Linked DNA regions of Mus musculus: all the other regions are linked to region 4. A link is a contact called in public Hi-C and HiChIP or PLAC-seq data. All regions are on one chromosome and are shown on one strand. The core of a region is the stretch at or near the end of the contact, and the rest is flanking DNA. Distances in the headings are between cores, read along the strand shown. Region 1 has its middle 23 kb from the start of Gm33970. Region 2 has its middle 47 kb from the start of Gm33970. Region 3 has its middle 23 kb from the start of Gm33970. Region 4 holds the start of Serpine2 (serine (or cysteine) peptidase inhibitor, clade E, member 2). Region 5 has its middle 27 kb from the start of Gm23934. Region 6 has its middle 5.1 kb from the start of Gm33970.

The links. Hi-C and Micro-C count contacts between places; a contact is called where the count stands out from the background. HiChIP or PLAC-seq counts read pairs in DNA pulled down with a chosen protein or histone mark.
Region 1: a contact with region 4 is called in an H3K4me3 HiChIP or PLAC-seq map of neural progenitor cells, with 33 read pairs. The contact joins the enhancer-like site here to the promoter of Serpine2 in region 4. A contact is called at or near these places in 2 of 39 promoter capture datasets (the 3T3-L1 cell line and neural stem cells), 8 of 115 datasets of contacts at active chromatin or transcription factors (craniofacial prominence, embryonic hindbrain, embryonic limb bud and 4 more) and 2 of 9 other capture datasets (adipose tissue and pancreatic islet).
Region 2: a contact with region 4 is called in an H3K27ac HiChIP or PLAC-seq map of oligodendrocyte precursor cells, with 3 times the contacts expected there. The contact joins the enhancer-like site here to the promoter of Serpine2 in region 4. A contact is called at or near these places in 2 of 39 promoter capture datasets (both in the 3T3-L1 cell line), 1 of 484 Hi-C or Micro-C datasets (uterus), 5 of 115 datasets of contacts at active chromatin or transcription factors (embryonic stem cells, forebrain, neural progenitor cells and 2 more) and 2 of 9 other capture datasets (liver and pancreatic islet).
Region 3: a BATF HiChIP or PLAC-seq map of CD8 T cells shows a contact between it and region 4, with 21 read pairs. The contact joins the enhancer-like site here to the promoter of Serpine2 in region 4. A contact is called at or near these places in 3 of 39 promoter capture datasets (the 3T3-L1 cell line, 3T3-L1-derived adipocytes and frontonasal cranial neural crest), 8 of 484 Hi-C or Micro-C datasets (the MNK3 cell line, Th1 cells, granulocyte-monocyte progenitors and 5 more), 5 of 115 datasets of contacts at active chromatin or transcription factors (CD8 T cells, acute myeloid leukemia, craniofacial prominence and 2 more) and 1 of 9 other capture datasets (adipose tissue).
Region 5: a contact with region 4 is called in a Hi-C map of CD8 T cells, with 1.9 times the contacts expected there. The contact joins the enhancer-like site here to the promoter of Serpine2 in region 4. A contact is called at or near these places in 9 of 39 promoter capture datasets (the 3T3-L1 cell line, 3T3-L1-derived adipocytes, embryonic stem cells and 5 more), 22 of 484 Hi-C or Micro-C datasets (B cells, CD8 T cells, the HL-1 cell line and 12 more), 16 of 115 datasets of contacts at active chromatin or transcription factors (astrocytes, bone marrow-derived macrophages, craniofacial prominence and 11 more) and 2 of 9 other capture datasets (adipose tissue and liver).
Region 6: a contact with region 4 is called in an H3K27ac HiChIP or PLAC-seq map of VIP interneurons, with 3 times the contacts expected there. The contact joins the enhancer-like site here to the promoter of Serpine2 in region 4. A contact is called at or near these places in 1 of 39 promoter capture datasets (3T3-L1-derived adipocytes), 2 of 484 Hi-C or Micro-C datasets (granulocyte-monocyte progenitors and macrophages), 11 of 115 datasets of contacts at active chromatin or transcription factors (CD8 T cells, VIP interneurons, acute myeloid leukemia and 7 more) and 2 of 9 other capture datasets (adipose tissue and embryonic stem cells).

What each region holds. Positions count from the first base shown.
Region 1 is chr1:80,060,066-80,063,239 of GRCm38.p6, forward strand. No RefSeq gene overlaps it. Among named protein-coding and RNA genes, the nearest start is that of Gm33970, 23 kb to the left of the region's middle. Within about 2 kb of position 1,431, at least 22 of the 459 cell types and tissues checked have an H3K27ac peak or open chromatin away from gene starts, as enhancers often do. A contact at or near this core is called in craniofacial prominence, neural progenitor cells and oligodendrocyte precursor cells, where this site is marked.
Region 2 is chr1:79,989,723-79,992,906 of GRCm38.p6, forward strand. No RefSeq gene overlaps it. Among named protein-coding and RNA genes, the nearest start is that of Gm33970, 47 kb to the right of the region's middle. Within about 2 kb of position 1,264, at least 9 of the 459 cell types and tissues checked have an H3K27ac peak or open chromatin away from gene starts, as enhancers often do. A contact at or near this core is called in oligodendrocyte precursor cells, where this site is marked.
Region 3 is chr1:80,013,990-80,017,131 of GRCm38.p6, forward strand. No RefSeq gene overlaps it. Among named protein-coding and RNA genes, the nearest start is that of Gm33970, 23 kb to the right of the region's middle. Within about 2 kb of position 1,637, at least 41 of the 459 cell types and tissues checked have an H3K27ac peak or open chromatin away from gene starts, as enhancers often do. A contact at or near this core is called in CD8 T cells, the MNK3 cell line and craniofacial prominence, where this site is marked.
Region 4 is chr1:79,857,076-79,860,350 of GRCm38.p6, forward strand. Serpine2 (serine (or cysteine) peptidase inhibitor, clade E, member 2) reads right to left here and starts at 1,590. Exons shown (of 9, transcript NM_009255.4): 1 at 1,436-1,590.
Region 5 is chr1:80,106,670-80,110,185 of GRCm38.p6, forward strand. No RefSeq gene overlaps it. Among named protein-coding and RNA genes, the nearest start is that of Gm23934, 27 kb to the right of the region's middle. Within about 2 kb of position 1,287, at least 8 of the 459 cell types and tissues checked have an H3K27ac peak or open chromatin away from gene starts, as enhancers often do. A contact at or near this core is called in CD8 T cells, natural killer cells and neural stem cells, where this site is marked.
Region 6 is chr1:80,031,759-80,035,056 of GRCm38.p6, forward strand. No RefSeq gene overlaps it. Among named protein-coding and RNA genes, the nearest start is that of Gm33970, 5.1 kb to the right of the region's middle. Within about 2 kb of position 1,838, at least 21 of the 459 cell types and tissues checked have an H3K27ac peak or open chromatin away from gene starts, as enhancers often do. A contact at or near this core is called in VIP interneurons, acute myeloid leukemia, macrophages and 1 more, where this site is marked.

The DNA of each region.
Region 1 (3,174 bases), core at 181-2,680, 200 kb after region 4:
GGGTTCTTTTAGGAGAGACAGTGCAAATGGTCCCTCACTCTTCAGGTAAGAACACAGAAAGAAGGTAGGGAAAAAAGCCCTTCTGGAGTCGCTGAGGTCTTCTAGCCTTTAATACTGTAACAAACGCACCTCTGCTAATAAATGCTCACTTGTGAAGCTCAGGTCAACGAGAAGAACTTTTAAAAGCATAAACTTTGAGCTTTCCTAACTCTGGAATAGACCCAGGCCAAGCTACTTCTGTAACTTGCAAGTTCCATCTATAATAGTACTCCATGTACTCAAGTAGATTGTTCATCAACTGTACTGTGGTAAACACACTCCTGGGAATGAACATTTCTGAAAATAGGCTAGGTCTAGGTCTCCAAATGCTCTATAAAAAGCAGCTTAATATGAAATCATCACATTTAATCAGCAAGTTCATTTCTTCATCTAATCAATAAGCACTTAATGTGTGCCAAATTATAGATACAAGAAATGTCGTTCAATATTTAATGTGAGCCGTAAAATAGCATTAATTAATATATGTCCCAAAGTAGATAAACCACTGACATTCTCCCAGCTTTCTCTACAACATTAGACAGGTGTAAGTAGCAAGAGATATTTAATCTGCGCCTCAAGGCTCAGATTTCACCTCAGGTGCTATTTGCCCTGAGAAGTTAGAAGAAAGGGATTTTTCTTCAAATGGGAGCAAATGGGAGTTTATTGTGAATGTGTCAGTCAAATATCAAGTAGGATCGACTTAATAAAAGGTCAGAATATAACTAATTGGCTTCCAGTAGTGACATGCCATGTCAGACACTTGAATTTAAGACAGTCAGTACTTCAAAGATAGCACATGCTGTCATTTAAGTCTCTGTAGTTATTGTCCATGATGAAAGCGATGGTGTTGCTAAAGTTACAGGTGCTATAAAAGAAAAGGTAAACTGGCCCCCAAACTGAAGACTTGGCTCAGTAGTTAGAATTGGATTAAAATTCAGTGTAAAAACCTAGGGAAAAGATTCCCAAAGTTTTCCAAGTGAATTCCATTGCCAACCCAACACAATAAATGTATCCACTTATAATTCATTAGTTGATGCACTGCAAGTAATGCCATGAATTACTTGCTAATCAGCCCTTGCTTTTGGAATAGTGGGAAGTTTACAGACAAAGTCAGAAAAGCAACTCAGAATGTCCCTAGGTCCTCATCCCACACCTTCACCCAACATTAACATCCTACATGAATAATAACTGCATGTTTGTCAGAACGAAGACACCAACAGTGGTATGCTCTTTTCGTATATAGAGTAACTTAAACACTGCTTGAGTGGTGAGTTTAAATATTTTAGTTTTTAAGATAATTAAGTTTGAGAGAAAAAGCTCTACAATGGCTTCTCCTGAGGAGAATTTAAAATAGGCATATTGGAACAAATTTATACTGAAGTCATCGTGGGTGACAGCCCTGGTCTCATGTTGGACTAAACTTCCATTTCTATCAGGCTCTGCAGTGTCAGTCTCAGAGACCAGAGATTCCCCGAAAAGTTGTTATTTTTAAGGAAACTTTAAAATTTTTCCTCAGAAAATTTTTCTCAGTTAATTTACTGAACAACAACGAGGACTCATTACTTGGCAAAGCATTTTTCCTGTTTGTGTTAATGCATACGTCCAAGCAGTCGGATCACGATTGTGCTGATGTTTTTATGAAAGGCCCTAAGAGAAGATTTTATGAAATAAGACACTGTACTGGAAAATCCAAGATGTAGAGCTTCTGTTCCCATAGCAACCAACTAAATGGTTGCACCTGGTCCTCTAGGGTAATTAATTTCTTGTGTGCTGGGATGGCCGGCTGCTTCTCAAGGCCAGTGAAAAGGGGGAGGGAGGAAGGAGAGAGAGACAGAGACAGAGAGACAGAGAGGGAGAAGGAGAGAGAGAGAGAATACTTTCTTCAAAATCTTATACAAAGGAATGAACGCTGAGAGAACGGGGGGGGGGGAGGGAGAAAGAGAAGGGAGTGGAGGGAGGGAAGGAGAAAGAGAGAGAGAGAGAGAGAGAGAGAGAGAGAGAGAGAGTCACTTTGGGTATTCTCTAGTGTCACTCTTCTTGGTTTTACATGTAAACAATAAAGTGAGAAGTCAGATTTCGAGTTCTGTTGGCCCTTTGGAGAGATGGTTATAACATGGGTCATGTATGTAGAACCTTAAAGCCACCCCTTCCCTCAGGCTTGAATTATGTGGGCTAGATCAAACCATCTTTGTGGGTGCACAGCTGACACTGTGGAGAATAGAGCAAGGGCCAGACTAGGTACCACCAAGGACACAGGGGCTCCCTGACAGTAGTAACACTCTGGGTCCCATGTCCCTTCCTTTGAAGATCTGACTGTATTAGTCTAGGGTGAGTTCTGGGAAGCACTATTTTCCATAGCTTGTTAAATATGCAGCTTATGGGTACAAATCAAAATTCCACAGTACACTAGCATAACAAACCAAATGAAGTGAACATTTTTTCAGACAATAAGACATTTGTAAAAGTGAGTCTTTTTGTTTCTAAGCCTTCCTTTCGTGCCACAAATTAATGGCAGCTTCAGCCAATGCTGATGGATGCAGGGTTTGCAGATATTTTCTTTAGCTTTTCCTCCTTGTCATCTCAGTGGGATGTAAGTTGAGCTTTGAGGATGTACCTTCTGTCTGAGGGAGTTGATGCCTGAGTGTCAGGTTCATTTTTAAGAGATCTTCCTATCCCACCACCCAGTTGTTAAATTTTGGAAATTTTGCAAACTCGATATTAAACTGTTAGCAGCTTGATGCTGGCTGACAGGACTGTGTTCAAATTTACACCATGGCAATCAACAAATGACTCGGATCAGGGTTTTATTTTGGGGAGCTGGGTTGACAAATATCTATCGGCAAACAGCCGTTTTCCAGCTATGAGCAAAAAATCAAGAGGATAAAATCTGACTGAGCTTCAATTTTATAAGCAGCACCTTATCTTTTGCAGTTATAGGAGCCAAGGCTGGGTTTGGATGACATGTCAACAAAATTGCTGGTGAAAATGAGAATAGCAGTTGATTCACCAGTATGTGTCACATCTGTTCTGATGGTGATCTACAAACCTCCAGCTCAATAGGAGATCAATATTTTAGAAATAAGTCTCTGTCCACACTGTGCCGCTTTAAGGCTATGATGCAAGGGGATTTAAGTT
Region 2 (3,184 bases), core at 14-2,513, 130 kb after region 4:
TGCCTCTGCCTCCCTAGTGCTGGGATTAAAGGCGTGCGCCACCACGCCCGGCCCAGTGTTTTCATTTTACCTATAACCTATTATTCTCTATTTCTTAACATGTCTCCTATCAAAGGGAGGTTAACTCAAGAGAGTTGGTATGAAAAGCCCTATTGAAGCCTACCATCTCATAACCCATCCTAAGTGCAGTGGTATTAGAAAACACACAGAACCAGAGAGAAGAGGGTGAAATACCAAGAATTAAAGGATTAATCACAATAGGAGGAGGATGAGGAAGATGAGATGATAGATTAACTAAACCTAAGAATTTTGTAAAGGTCTATAAACCTACTACATAAAAGAGAACTTTGAATGAAATGAGCAGAATTATTCTGATTAAGTGAGCAATTTTCCACCCAGAAGACAAGATTATTAAATGAAGATTACAGTAGAAGGCATGGGATACTATGCCACCTCCCACATGAGTTATTGGTTAGAGAAGCCCCAGCAGTCTCCAAAACAACACAGGCTACTGCCCAGATCTTGTTTACCCACCATGAGTGCATGGGGAGACCCTACTGTTAAAGACACCACATACTTGGATTGTAGAACATCACAACATTAGTCTCTAACTAACCAGGAAATTCCCTCCCTGCTAACCAGCTTTTCTAGTGCAGGAAGGTGCTGTGCTGGGGAAAAAGACTCCAGTGTTTTTACTCAGCACTGGGTACTGTGTGCTGCTGTACAGATTTTCCAGGCAAGATGTGCAGACTGCTGCAATATTTTCACAACTGCTACAGAGCAACTGTTTTCTGGTTGCTTCCGAGCCCTATCCACAGAAGGGAATTTCACTTCTTATACTGAAACTCTGCTCAAATGCCCATGGCTGGGGAGGTCTTAGGCCCTAGGATAGAACACTATTTTTATATTGCTAAAAGGCAATGCTGTCAAAGTCTCTTATAAATATGTATACTTACATATGTAGACCTGGGATGTTTTCAACCTTGAGCAGGGAGGATCCTTTGTGTGGTGGGCAGAAGTCAATGAAGAGATACAGAACCATGCAAAGTCTAAGAAGATACTGAGCACTCAGCCCTGAACAGACTTTTCTATCAGCATCCCATCACAAAGGCTCAGAACATCTCAGAAGAGGAGAAAGTGCAAGAGCTGGAGACTGGGGAGGAGTGATGGGAAGTGTCCTTTTCTGGATATGACATGACTATCACAGTCATGAACTCACAGCAGCTGTGAATACATGCACAGTACCTACACAAAGAGCAATTCAGCCACACTCCCAGCAGAGATGGTTTAGATTATCTTCAGGCTCCATGCCATACTGAAGAGCTGTTGGCAGTGGTAGTTGCTGGGAAAGGGAGAATCATTCTTTATTGAAGATGTAGTAATTTGTAGGTTTCTCATGTTCCAGTAGTTGGTTCCCACACCCATGCACATGGGCAGCAGTAACTGGACTTAGTGAGTGTGTGTGTGTGTGTGTGTGTGTGTGTGAGAGAGAGAGAGAGAGAGAGAGAGAGAGAGAGAGAGAGAGAGAGAGAAAGAGAGAGAGAAAGAGAGGAAGCTGGAAGGGTTCATGTTGCAGAACATATGATGAGATTTGGGAGAGGAATTTTGGGTAGACATAATCATATTTCATTGTATAAATGTATGAGACTCTCAAAATGGAAAAAGCTTTAAAAAGGTCCTTCTCCCTTGGGTATTGTGGTGATACATGCTGCTTTCTTCTGAATAGGATGGGAAGGAAAGAGGCTGTATTCTATATAACTGTATAGCTGGGAACACAAGAGGCAATCCTCCCAGCAAACAATTGGCCAGTGTACTGCTTTGAGAAGGAAAAGAGAAGTTATACAAAGATACTAAGTTTAGGAAATAACTAAAGTATTTAGTATCTTTTAGAACACAGGGAAAGAACCATGTGGTGTTTATATTTTTTAGAACATAGGGAAGGAACCATGAAGTATTTATATGAAACATTTATATTTAATACTGTTTAGAAGAAGGCTGAGAGTCTGTCCTAGGATTGGGGAATTCTATATAGCTGATGTTGGTATGTCTGAAATTCACAGGAGGTCACCCGAGACTTAGTCTCAGGGAAGAGGTGCTGGGCAGCTGGAGTTGTTGTCACTGAAGTGTCGCTCACTGTATTAGCCACTTCCTCAGGTGTGACAAAATACCCAAGAAAACAGCTTAAAGAAGGAAACACTTATTTCCATTTGCTTTTCCCATGTGTGGTTAACTGGCTCCATTACTATGGACGGGAGCATCATGGCAAGGAGGGAGTGATAGCATAAGCTTTTTAGCCCATTTACAGTCCATGAAATACTTACTTCATAACAGCTAGGAAGAAGAGAGACAGGAAAGAGCTGGGGACAAGATACCCTTCAGAAGCACTTTTATGACCTACTATCTCTAGCCAAGTCTTACCACGTAGTAGTCCTCACAACTATGAATTCATGAATTGACTAACCTGTGGATGAAACAAATGACTTCATGATCTGATTACTTCTCAATGGCCCTGCCTCTGAACACTACCTCCCTGGGGAAACATGGATCTGGGACACATCACTGAAAAACACTGGAGCTCGTCTACAATGGTACCAGCTATTGTTTGAGACTGACCTGTTCCTAGATGGTCTCTGTTCAGCAACAGCAGACCATTCTTCCTCTCCATTCTTTCAGAACTACCCTAGCATACTTTTCCTTGCAATATGTGGGGATCTGAATAAGAATGGATTCCATAGGTTCATAGATCCGAATGCTTGGTCACTAGGAAATGGAACTGTTTGAAATGATTCTAAGGATTAGGGGTGTGGCCTAATTAGGTGGGTAGGTGGGTGTGGACATTGTGAGGAAGTCTGTCACTGGGAGTGGAGCTTTGAAGTTTCCAAAGCCCATTCTTGGACCCCTCTCCCCCCTCTGTTTGAGGATCAGGGTGTAGCAGCACCTTGCCTGCCTGCCACCATGTTTCCCACCATGATGATAATAGACTAATCTTCTGAAGCTGTGAGTGTGGCTCCCAATTAAATGCTTTCTTTTGCAAGAATCTCCTTGGTCACAGTGTCTCTTCTCAGCAATAAGATAGCGACTAAGACAGAAGTGATTCCATGGAACCAACAAGCAAAACAGAAATGTAAGCTGTAAAGATGTAATTCTAATATACTAAAGAGGAGTCAAGGGTATGCTTTGAAGT
Region 3 (3,142 bases), core at 387-2,886, 160 kb after region 4:
ATAGTGACAGTGCAATCTTGCACAAGCTGCTTTCTGTTTGGTTCACAATCCCCCCTCCTTATATGAGGCTCCATCTTACAAAAGTGTGAGACAAATGGACGCATCTATGTAAAGTGCTCAGTAGGCATTTAGCACTCACCTATGACTACTGTGTGTGACCACCGGGATACAACACAAGAGAAGACATTACAGCCGCTGTCCTCATAGAGATTACCATCTAACTGAGGAATGTACATCAAACACTCACTCAATAATTGTGTCTGGCCAATACTGACCCATTTAAATCGGTTTATAGAGAAGATGCTGTGAATATGGTCAGTGAGAGGAGGATTCTGAGGAGATAAGGAAAACATTAGCAGTGAACAGGCTTTAGATCGACCCTAGGGGAAGAAATTCCAACCAAGGAGATGGTAGAAACTGAAGAGTCATATGTAGATGGCAGGACTGGGGGAGATAAACACAATTGACTGAACAACACAAGAAAGAACCATGACCTCATGGATCGACTCTTCTGAGCCTGAGGGATCGAATCTGCTTTTCTAGTACAGAGAAGAAGGGAAAAAGCTTTGACCTGTAGCCAAGTATTGGGAGTAGGGTGAAATTTTCACAGCAAAAGGAAACTCAAAATAATGCTCAAATGAGAAATAAAGACTGGGAAAGGCTGTAAGGTTTGGGGCCAAAATTAACCTTCAGCGGGTAAATGCTTCTTTTTGATTTGCTTGTTTTGAGGTTTTTGTGTTGATCTGTTTAGTAGATTTCACAGAAACAATCAGCAAAATGCAAGCCAGATGTTCTTCCTCCCAACTCCAGGGAGCTGAGACTGGCCTTTCCCAGATTCCAGGAACAAAAAAGGCAAAGGACTTGATTCATTGCAGACCTAGAAGACTTCAAAAGTATACTGACAAAGAGAGATGGGATTTGGTAGCGGAGGGAAAGCAGCATTCTGGAAAATGGGGAAGCAGAAATTTCAGAAAGGGAAAAACAGAGATCCAGATGGAGAGAGAAGACAATTGTTAGGGGGTGTTTCTGGGGCAACATTCTGGAGAACTGATTTGGGGCGTGCTCACTCTTTGGGAGGATAACGAGGTGAAGGGTTTGATGCTCTATTGGTCAGGACTTGGCCTTGCATCTACCCACAACATCAGCTTCTTTGAATCTATTGTTATACCAAAGGTTCTGAGTGAAGATTTTAACCTTCACAGGATTTAAGGCTATATTTAACTCTGGGATGGAGGCATAAAAAGTAGAAAAGGAAATTGTCATTAACGACAACAGATACCTCTGACATGAGCTATATTGTGAGCAAAGGGTCACCTGTAGACAGTACCAAAGTGGAGCATCCTAACTTTGTATCTGAGATGTTCCCACTACTTAAAGTCTGTATCCATTTTCACTCCACCCCCACCTCAGTGGAAGAGAGCTTCTCATATATTCTGTCATTGGCAAAGAGGTCTGGCTGCCATGAAATTGGGCAGGTAGGAAAAGGATGGTGGCTCGGATTAGGCTAGTGACAGAGCTATAGAGGAGAGACTAGACTTAGGTATACACTTGGGAATCAAGTAAATAGGACATGCAGCTTGCTGGTGTGTGCAGAGGAAGCTGTGGTGAGAGCTCATAGCAGCATCCAACTTGCGGTGTGGGTTCTCAAAGAGCAACCACAGGGGTTGATTGAGCATGTCATTTACTGCAATGTGAACCACAGTGGGAGGAGCGATTTCTGGGAAGATGACAGGATCCATTTTGAACATGTGGAGAAGGATGTGCTGATGAGGCAGTCCGTGGGATGTGGAGAAGGCGTTTAAATATAAGGGAAGATCTAAGCTGTACTAGGCTCTGAACTTGACATCTAAATGAGAGTGGCAGGCATTCAAGTTGAAGCCCAAGAATAATATAAAGTATGAAAAGAAGGAGGCCCACCAGTGATCCCCTGGGGCAGCACAACATCTGAAGGGTGAATAGAGGGGAACAAATCAACAAAGGAGTGACCCTGGAAACTGAATGGATACCAACAGTTTAGGGTGACATTTGTGTCAAGATGAGATGTCTCAAGAATGTAATCTCTATGAAGAGAGCAGCTATGATTATTATGTCAAAGATGACAGAGCGGTCAACTTTGATTTGGCTCATTCATGTAATATATACGTATGTACATATAAATTATGTCTATACGCATACACACACACCACATACACATATATACATATATATTGGAATATATATACATATATATTCCATGTGTGTGGCTTGATGGCTATATGCTATATGTACCAGGCACAAGTTATAAAGAGAATAAGAAAGGTCAGCTCAGTGAAAAAAGAATACAGACATCAGAACTGGGTTGGAAGAACCAGGGAAGAACCACCTTTGAAATTTGCTGTTCTTTTCATTTGCTTTTGAAGGCCTAGAGGCCTTTGATGATAAAATGAAATCAGTAGAGACTGACCACGGGCATATCAAGAGTGGATAGTAATGGCCCTGAGGAGAACAGTGAATGAGGTCATGGGCTCCACCTTTCCAGTACCCCCCATCACTGACACAGGCAGGGGAGGAAGATGGCATCTCAGGCTGATGCTTTGAAGCTCTGCTTATGTCTTAGAGTTTCCTCTTTCTCTGTGATGTGTGAGACAAGGCCACCTACAAAGAAAGGTCATTGGTAGAAATCTTCAGCTTAAGAAAAGTCATTGTGTGAAGTGGGGATTTTGGAGAGTGAAAGATGATGATACCTAGGAAATTGTGAGAGTTCCTTTGCTGTTGGGAAGCCTATTGGTCGTCATTTCATGGGGACATGAGCACATTAAATTAATATTCTATAGTTGTTGTCATTGGGTGGTTCTAGTACAGCAAAGAGGTATAGTTGGCTTCATTAAGATTTGGGGTTTTATTCTCTGGTTGGTACAAGGGGATGCTGTGTAGCAGAGGTTGAATAGTAACCCTTCCTCTCATGACATTCACTGATACAGGCGTTTTTGAGTCTTTGTTATTTAGTCCTTCCAATGGCCATTCCTTTCAGCTTACACTCCTGTTTTGGAAGGTCCACTTCATACAGACCTTTCTCTGGTGATCTCCCAGGATAGGTTAAAAAAATGAATATGTTTTTTTTTTCTTGTTTGGAGTTTAAACTGATTCTGCAGGACGAGCCTTA
Region 4 (3,275 bases), core at 340-2,839:
ACTGGACCTGACGTGGTCACAGAATCGAGAGTCCCCGCAGCAATACCACCACAAGAGGGGGAAAAGGCCAAAGTTCCAAACCCTGTGGGAGAAGAACTGGCTAGAAGAGGGCAGCAACTCTTCCATCCTAACCCATCTCTGACCACTGTCAAGTCGCCTATGTGTGAGGCCGAAAATTAGCATCCTTTAGAGATTCGGCAATTTCTGTCTTACTGTGCTAATTTGTCAAGTTCATGGGAGAAAATTTCTGCCTAGATTCTTTCAAAGAAGAAGGAACGATGACATCGGCTCATGACCTTCAGGAGTCACCCTTAGCTGAACAAAAATTTCAAACACTACTCTGAAAAAAACAGCTAAAACTCCATTGTTGACGGTTCCATTATCTGTGGCGAAGCTCTTGAGATTTTTTTTTTTTTTTTTTTTTTTTTTGCTTAAATGTTGCCAACAGGGTATAATTATTGTTTTAGAACCACAGAAAGTGTTCAAAGCACCTTCAATTTTTAAGTGTGCTTCAGATACACAAATCGGTAATGCTGACATTTCTCCCATTATCTGTATTCCCATTCAGATACAAAATCTCCAAAGTACAAGATGATCAGATCAATTGTTCTAGAACAGTTCAGAAAAGTAAACTGCCTCCTGGCTTGAAAGAGAAAAGTTAAACCTTCAAACACCTTTTTATGTTCATGCTAAATATAAGAACGTTCCCAGCAAAGTAGTCAAAGCAAGATCCAGCGGCGTTTGGAGATTTCTCTGGAGAGACACGCGGAGATTCTGTTTTGTTCATTAAAACACTAAAAATCCTCAACAGCACCTTCCCTAATACCTGAAGGTGGAGTGCTGTCTTATGTAATAGCAGCTTTCCCTCTCTGCTCATCGTGGGGGCAAATTAAATACCTAATTCCTCCGAGGATTTCTGAGTACTTTCACCTTACCTGGAGTCACTCACCGGCCTCGCAATTCCCTGGTCCACAGATGATGAAAATAAATAAGAAATCGCAAAGAGCTGCTACTGTATCCTAGGGACAAGCCTGTTGCAAAGGCCAGTGTGAACTGAAGTCCTTCCCCAAACCGCTGCCCACCTCCACACTGCACAGGCAAAGGTTACAAGTGAGAGCCGGTCGCCCGGGACAGGGACCCGCGCACGGGAAAAGTGTGGGGTCGGTGCTACCCGTGAGTGCCCAGTCGCCTCGGGTTCAGGGTCACGGTTTGCAGTCCTGCTGGACCCACCCCGAGCTCGGCGAGCGTTCCGTCAGCCTCCGGCACACCTGGACGCCCAAACCCTCGGGGACAGGGACGCGGGAGCCAGGAGCGCTCGCAGCGGGGCCCGAGGCGGTTCGAGAAAGTTCCCGCCCCAGCAACCGGTCGCGGTGCTGCCCCGGGGACAGTCCCCGGCTCCCCTCCGAGCAGCGGGAACCCCGCAGCTGCTACTCACCCGTCCTCGCTTGGATCCCCAGGTGGCGGCCGAAACCGGGAGGGAGATCGGCGCTGCGCGGCGGTGGGGGACAGGCGGCGGTGACGGTGACGCGTGCAGCCCGCACTCCCGTGCAACCACTGCACTAGCCGGCCGGGCCGCGCGGGGGCTTTATCGCCGCCGCCGCCCCCGCCCCTTCCTGCCTCCCCCGCCCCCCGGCCCGCCCCGCCCCGCCTTCCCGCCGCCGCCTTTGTGTGGCAGCCGGCCGCAACGTCTCTGCACCGCAGGGGACTTTAGGACGCCCCCCTGCCCGACCCGCGGTCGCCAGATGCCGCCCTCTCGCGGGGGTTGGGGGGTTCGGGTCCCCAGAAAGCTCCGGCCAGACGCGCCGGGCTCGAGGTGCGGCGCCAACCCCCGGTCGAGCTGCACGTGGATCGTCCGGATGAGCCTGTGGGGAGTGGAGAGGAGTGGGCGACACAGAAGCCAGTGGTGTGCCCCTGAGACGCAAGACGCGTCGTCTGGGGGTGTTGGGGGGGGGGTGACAGTGTGCAATCCTGCAGGTGATGGAAATAACGGAGCTAGGACGTGGAGGTCTAGAACAGGTCCTCCAGGTGCCCCAGAGTCAACTTATCCCTGCTTAGTGGATGAGCTGGCTGTGGGATTCCTAGGCACATGACAAGCAAGGACATGCAGAAAACTGACCCCTTGCTTGTGGTGATAGCATGAAGTACTCTCAGAGCTCCGAAGATCCAGGTGTTTTGAACCTACACCTTCAGCCCCTGAGACCTTATCAGACCCAAGGCCAGCAACAGATGGCTGTTATGTCCCATGGTCTGTTACCTGAGTGTCCCTTTCTGCATTCTTCAGTCCTCTGCTCAGGTTAGGTTTGTAGGGACTTTCATGGTAGTCTCTGTTGCCTTTGGTGCAACGCCCTCCCTATCAGGCCCCATGTTTGGCCCCAATGAAGAAAAAACAGCCGTAAATCTCTTTAGGGCTGTGAAATAAACTGCACCTAGTGCTAGAGCAACTCAGATCTCTGAGCAACCACACTGACACAGCTGTGTCCATGACAGACACTCCCCCACCCGTGTGTGTGAGTGTGTGTGTGTGTGTGTGTGTGTGACTTGAAAAACTGAGAGCAGCTTTCCAGATGAAGGCATTAGGGACTGAGGGTGTGGCTAGGTGGTAGGGTGCTTGCCTCAGATGCACAAGGCACTGGATTAGGGTGCAGTGCTACAGATAGGAGGGGAAGCAGATAAGAAACTACTAGAGCAGTGGTTCTCAACCTTCCTAATGGTGCAGCCCTTTAATAGGTATGGTTCCTCATGTTGTGGTGCGCCCCCCCCCCCCCATAGCACTATTATTTTCCTTCTTACTTCATAACTGTGACTTTGCTACTGTTATGAGTTGTCATATAAATATCAGTGTTTCCGGATGATCTCTGTGAAAAGGTCATTTGACCCCTCAAGGGGTCATGACTCACAGACTGAGAATCACTATACTAGAGAGCCAAGTTTGAAGTGTGAGTGAAGGCAGATGCACAGAGCTTGCTGGTTTCTCTGCATCTGCTTCTATCTCACCATCTTCATGCTGACACTGCTGATTGAGACAGTTGTAGGCACTCGACTGAGACCCCCATATACTTTGTCCAGTTCTTTCTCAGGGCTGACATTTTGCAAAGCGATTTCCTAATGTCACATGGACTGCGTGGTTTGTATCTCAAACACTATTTGCCGTTCCAAATGTTCAGGAAAGTCAACTGGTTTTGGGAGAAATGGACAAACAGCGAAGGATTTGAGTGTCTTGTAATGCAGGTCATGAACCCCCCCCCCCTTTTTTTCCCAGTTAGAGTATAAATAGG
Region 5 (3,516 bases), core at 37-2,536, 250 kb after region 4:
ATCCATACACCCCCATATCTTTGCTGAATCCTAAGCACTACTAAGAATAAAACTATCCAATATCTTTAGACACCTATATGAATAGTCTTCCATTCTTCAAAAGATAGACAAGTGCCTTCATTTGGTGACTGTCTTCTTTCCCTTCCAAGAAACTCTTTTACTAAAAAAAGCATGAATTCTGGCCTACCATTCTTAGCCTACCTAAGAACAAACACTTCCTTATTCAGTGAGGGGAAAGGGCATCTAAATATAGATGTGCAGGGTAAAATTGATCCTCTCTCACATTTGCATAGACATAAATATTATGACTTAGTAGTCAAAGTCCAATGGGAAGCATCACCCTAGTTTGGTTATGGGAGCAAGTTTTCTCCTCAGGGTCTCCTCCTCTTTGGTTATCCCCTTCTCCTCCAGAATAAGAATAGAATAGCTAGCTGATTCCAGGCAGGAGCCTCTCTCTCTCTCTCTCTCTCTCTCTCTCTCTCTCTCTCTCTCTCTCTCACACACACACACACACACACACACACACACACACACACACACACACACATACACACATCCTCTGTGAACCTTTATATTATTGTTCTCCCAGGTTTTCCCCTGCTCCTCACAAGCAGGATTCTAAGAAACCAGAACTGTACAAACCATGCTTTCTCTCTAGATAAGTAGACTTACTTACTATAGTTAACAGTATTTTATAGACATTATAATAGTTAATAGTATAGTAAAGTTTTAACTAAAACTAGTCTATTTTGGCCTAAAGTTCCTCACACACAAAATGGTCAGCCCTTGGAAATGACTGTAAGCTTTGTGTTACAATGATATTAGAAGCCCTTTGCTACATCCAGCCATATGCTGTTAGTGCATAACTAACTACTGTTAATAACCGAAGTACTCTGTAGCAGTCTAAAATGATAAAACCCAAAAAAAATCAGTGTGTGTATGACTTAGCAATATTAATTTATACAATATAATTTTATATTTGTAATTATTTCTCGCTTCTGTTTTCACCATCCCTTAAATAGAGCATGTTTGTGTCATGTTGGCAGAGACCTGGGAAACCTCATACTTCCCTTCCTCAGCAGCCGTCAGACTGTGACTTGGTTGTCAACTGCTATATGACAATAGTGAAGACCATGGGGCTTACCAGAAATTTCCTAAGGGCAAACCTAAGAAATTACAATAACAAACAATTTTTGTCAGGATGCCAAAGAGTCTAGTGACCTTTGTTCAAGTTTTGCCAATCTGACCTCTTGATCAGCTAGGATGTGGCTTTGCCCTTTAGAGGTGGCAGAGAAACATCTTGGTTTTTCAAAATTCACACTTATTGGTGTCCATGAAGTCATATCCTGTCTGGATAACACTGGCTGAAAATGTGTCTATCTCTATAGGGGCAGGTTTTAAAACAGCAGGTCTTACCAAGAATGCATTCCTAGGTTTTTTGTTTTTGTTTTTGAGGGGTGGGGAGGTATCTTGTTTTGTTGTTGAATAAGGAGAATTTGAGTAGAAGTTTTAGGTTTCAGTCATTTTACCAGAAACTTGCATACAGAGGCTCAAACTGCCAGCCAATAATGTGTATCATGTGGGAAATCCTGAAGACATGAATATTCATGACTTAGCACCAACCCTGGCAGAAAGAAGGAGAATTTAAAGGTAGCTGTGATAGAGGAAATAACGCCCCTTAAAAGTTTCTGGTTTTGCTTCATCTCCTTGCAAGTAGCTAGCCATGAATTCTTTCACTATCAAACCAACAGCTGAGACTTGGCTGATCTCTCTGACCTTTCAGGAAGCAAGAATCAAAGGGTTTTCCAAAGCACTTTAGGATTCTCTACAGAAGCCATTCTCATGGGCAAGAAAGCACAGACCCAGGTCAGTTTGGATGACTGTGCAGTGTTTAGTATTGTTCTACTTGTCAAGATAATTTACTCACTTAGAGAAACTGTGCATATATATTCTCACTATAGAAATCTGCTATTGCTTGGAGCCGTGCCATGCAGCCCATGTCTGCAACAAACACACTGGGGTACTTCATGGTCAATCATATGGTAAAGCATATTCAAACTGTCTTAGTTAGGATTTTATCGCTGTGAACAGACACCATGACCAAGACAACTCTTGCAAGGACAACATTTCATTGGGGCTGGCTTACAGGTTCAGAAGCTCATCATCAAGGAGGGAGCATGGCCACATCCAGGCAGGCATGGTGGATGAGCTGAGAGTTCTACATCTTGTTCCAAAGGCAGCTAGGAGAAGACTGGATTCCAGGCAGCTAGAATGAGAGTCTTAAAGCCCATGCCCACAGTGATGCACTTCCTCCAACAAGGCTATACCTACTCCAACAAGACCATACCCCCCTAATAGTGCCACTCCCTTGGGCCAAGCATATTTAAACCACCACACAAACTGTCATCTAACACGATGCACATATCTTTGGTAAGCCCCATGATCTTCACTATTCCCATTTAGAGGTTGGCCTGACTGCTGATGATGAAGGGAAGCCTGAGATTTTCCAAGTCTCCGAAAACACAAACAGACTCTGTTTAGGTGATGGTGAAAACGCAAAAATCAGCCTGTGAACCATATATCTCAAAATACCAAGTCCAAACAGGAGGTTTGATTGGTATCTTGGTCTCTTTTCCCATTGCTGTGATAAGAAATAATGTAACAAAAGCTCACTGTTTAAGGCAGAGTTCACCACAGTGGGAAGTTGAGGCATCAGGAGCCTGCAGCATCCAGTCCCATTCTGAGTAAAGCAATGAATACCTGCCAGATGCTTGCTTCACTTTCTTCATTTTTGTAGTCCTGGGTCCCAGTGAGGAAGTGGTACCACCCACAGTAGGGAGGCCTTTTCACCTCCAACAATGAAATCAAGATAATCTCCTACATGTATGCCCAGTGGCCCATCTTCCAGGTGATTCTATCATCTTGTCAGCTGATGCTCACCACAAGAGCTAGGATGCTCTGAATGACAGGGGCACACATGCAGGGACTAGCAATGCCCACTGGTACTTGTTTTATTTCACAGCTTCATGTTAACTATGAAAATTTCCTCCTTGTTACTCTATGCAGGAGTTTCAGACGCCTAATCTCACATGATCACCTTTTCTTACACCGAGATGAACCATCACCATCAAAGATTCACCCTGCTTCAGAGGACAGAGGATTTTGAAATGATGTCATATTTCCTAAGGGACTAGGAAGAGTCTTAAGCTCTTTACTTGATAGTATTTTCCAGTCTTTCTGATTTTGCATGCTACATCAGGCATAGCAATATTTGAGTTTAATTTTCTTCAGTTATAAGAAAAACAAATAAAAACTTGCTATTTAGTTACTGTAATAGGATTTTTTCATAAAGAATTTTATAATAAATGTGGGATTTCTTTTATTCCTTTTTAGTAACAAGAAAAGTTTCCTTCCCTGTGGTCCTCTTAATTCAATATGTATAATCCTCTAGTTAGTTAATATTAATTTTAAACTAAATAAAAGATAGGACATTCACAAAAAGAAATGTAAATGGCC
Region 6 (3,298 bases), core at 588-3,087, 170 kb after region 4:
TCCTGTGCCCATATTTGGCTTAATCAGTATGAACTTCACAAAGAGTCTTGCTCTTTTCCCCCAGAGCTAAGAAAGATTTACAGAGACTGTTGTACAAAACAGAGGTTGTATCAAGTGTATCATTCCTGTGTTGTCTTGGGGGAGAATAGACTACGGTTATTCTTGCATTATTTCAGGTTTAGTTAAAATCTTTACACAAAGCTCTTGCAGGTAGGAATTAAGTGGGGCAAATAGAAAGAGCAGTCTTTAATAATTATAATAAAAACAATTAATAAAGATAATGATAATAAACCTTTTTTTTATTGGAGACTCATGGGTTTTGTTCATTCTGACAATAACATTTGTGGTGTAAAGCTGGCCATTATTTATTGGTCTTTCTTCTTTCTTCTTCCCCTAATGTTTGTGGCTCAAGCACTAAGAATCATATATGGAAATTGCCAGCGTTTGCAAACTGTGATGATGAAATTTTACCTCCCTTCTTTTGCATCTTCCCTTCCTACCTTGTCTGAATTTGGAAACTCACCTACCAGGATACCATACCAGTCTTCACCCTGCTGCCATCAGAGTCTTTGTGCCCGTGAATGACCAGAGTGGCAGTTTTCAGGGAATTCGGGTTGGCAGGGCCACAGGAGCCTTCAGGAGGCTTTGCTCCCTCCTCCAGGGAAGCAGGGCTTATGGGATGAGATCAGCTTCCTGAATAGAGATCTAATTTAAATGAGGGTACATTTAAATAATAGCAGGTTCTTTGACTCCCCCCTAGATCAAGAGTGCCAGAAATTGGGAGGGTTAGGGTTTGCATTCATTATAAGACTGGGGGTGGCTGGGGAGGGTGGTTTCCATTAGCAGAACAGGAAATGTGGGCATTTGGGGTGGGGGAAGAGGAAGAGGTACTTCCTCTGGAAAGTATCAGCCTGGACAGGAATGAATGGAAAGATGTGGTCCACCACTGAGTCTCCTGCTTCCCAGGGGGAAGTAAACCCTTGCCTTCCTGGGTCCCCAGAGAAATTTACCCATGTCAGGTTGACAGGTGAGAAATAATAAGAAGAAATTCTATTCTATAAACCATAAAATAAATGTGTGTGTGTGTGTGTGTGTGAGAGAGAGAGAGACAGAGACAGAGACAGAGACAGAGACAGAGAGACACAGAGAGACAGAGAAACAGAGAGATGAGAGAGACAGAGAGGAAAGATATATATATATATACACACACAGAGACTGATAGGAGGGTGTTGTAGATAAGGCAATGGGGCAGTGGAGAAGGCCTTGCTGCCACCAGGGAAGGTGGGACCACTTTTGCTGCTCATGAGGCTCTTCCTGATTAGAAGGGACTCCATGCAAACTGCAGAAATTGCTTTTGTTCTCATAACAAATGCCTCCCCCAAGCTGGAGCCGGGCTGCTGCCCTGCAGCTGATATTGGATCTTTTATGTTGTTCTAAATTAAATTCAGAGCAATTCAGCCCATGCCACAAGTTCTATTATGTGAGCTTCCTTTGCACTAAATCTGTGTTTATGTGAACATAAACTACATGTTGCCCCCTCTCACTGGATTCCATTATTGATGATGAATTCTAATATGTGCCCATCAACTGCCTTTTTAATCACTGTCAGCCATTCTTTTCTACAGCAGTCAGATTTGAGGCACCAATGACGGCTTGAAAATGAGGCCTTGACTCTGCTCAACTGTATTTAGGGCTAATTAAGAGTAAATAACTCTTCCCAGGGAGACACACAGCATCCAAGCAGATCCTTGATAAATGCAGCCTTTCCTTTGGACGAGCATATCCATGTCTGCTGCCAGGAAATATTTCCATTATAACCATAAGAAAATCTGTACTCCGCCTCCCGAGGAAAATGTCACGCTGCTTTGGTATAAGGAGGGGATAACAAGTATCAGTCAAGGCCAGGAAGTAAAACACAAGAAGTATTTATTTAAACGGGAAAGGGGGTGGGGCCTGAGGAAGCTTGTAATTCCCTGCTTCTGTCAGTGTCTCCAAGTTCCCTCTGATGGTGTCTGATGGCTATCCTCAGCTGCAGGGAGCACATGAATGCAATCACAAGTTTTCAGCTCCCACACAAGGCTGACACTTCCCCTAAATCTTCCACCTCCTTCCCCTCCCACACCCCTGCGATGCCACACAACAATGTCATTCATTAGATTCTGAAGGTTACAGTCAATTGTTCCAAGACAAGAATGCAAAATGTATAGGATCAGACTTCCGGAGTTATACAGGTTTGTGTTGATTTCACTTCCATAGGCTCTTGGGCAGTGAATGGCTCACCCAAAAGACTTCAATTTTGCTCTAAACAGACTCCCAAATTTTTTCTTTTATTGACTGCAGAGAGTTACAGTTGCTTTGCAAATTGCAGATTTTAATTTTTTTCTCTACTTTTTTAACTTCCCACTGGAAGCTTACAGTTATTTTTATGTATTTCTTCTAGCTGATAAAATGAAATGTCTCTTTGTAGGGGGGAGAAAAGTGAAATGTACATATGTCCAGGAAAAAAAAAGAAATAAGCTACCCACATGCAAACATAAGAAATAGCTTTCTTATATTTATTCCAAATTATGGAAATGGAAGAAAACTCTGCTATACAGTATAGACTTACAACAAATGAACTCACACTAAAAATTGCAAACACATTTAAAGAATTTCTCACATTCTTTCAACAAAGAGGAACTGAATAGCAACAATGTAATTACTCTCCAGGCCCCTTGCTTATTTCTCTAGCTAAGGTTTCTTTTCAAATTCTTTAAATTTATTTTTTAATTTATGTATGTGCATATGCCTGCTTCTTTGTGTTTGTGCTGTGTTCATGTGACGCCCATAGAGGGCAGAAGAGGGAACTGGATCCCCTGGGACTTGGAGTTTCAAGAGCTTGTTAGCCACCTGGCTTGGGTATTGAGAACTGAACTTTGATCCTCCACAAGAAAAATAAATGTTCTTAACCCACTGAGAGACATCTCTCTGGCCCCTAACAAGAGTCTCTTAACTTGAGTTTTTCACAAGTCTTTATGGAGGCTAGAAACAATAACAGAGCTCAAAAGTATCTTTAACTAATTTATGCCAATATTCTGAATTTCTATGTAGACATTTATCCTATTCATAGATCTTTGTCAGTCTCCTGCTCAATGTTAGGTTAAGTGCTGTGGAGTCCGAATGAGAGTTATGGGTATAGTCTCACTTTCCAAAGCTCACATTCCAATAGCTGAGATAGCCACAACATACAGAAATAGTGTATGCTAGAACCACGTGCCCCATGACTAGGGATTTAGTGAGATTGGCTCAGGTAGAGGGG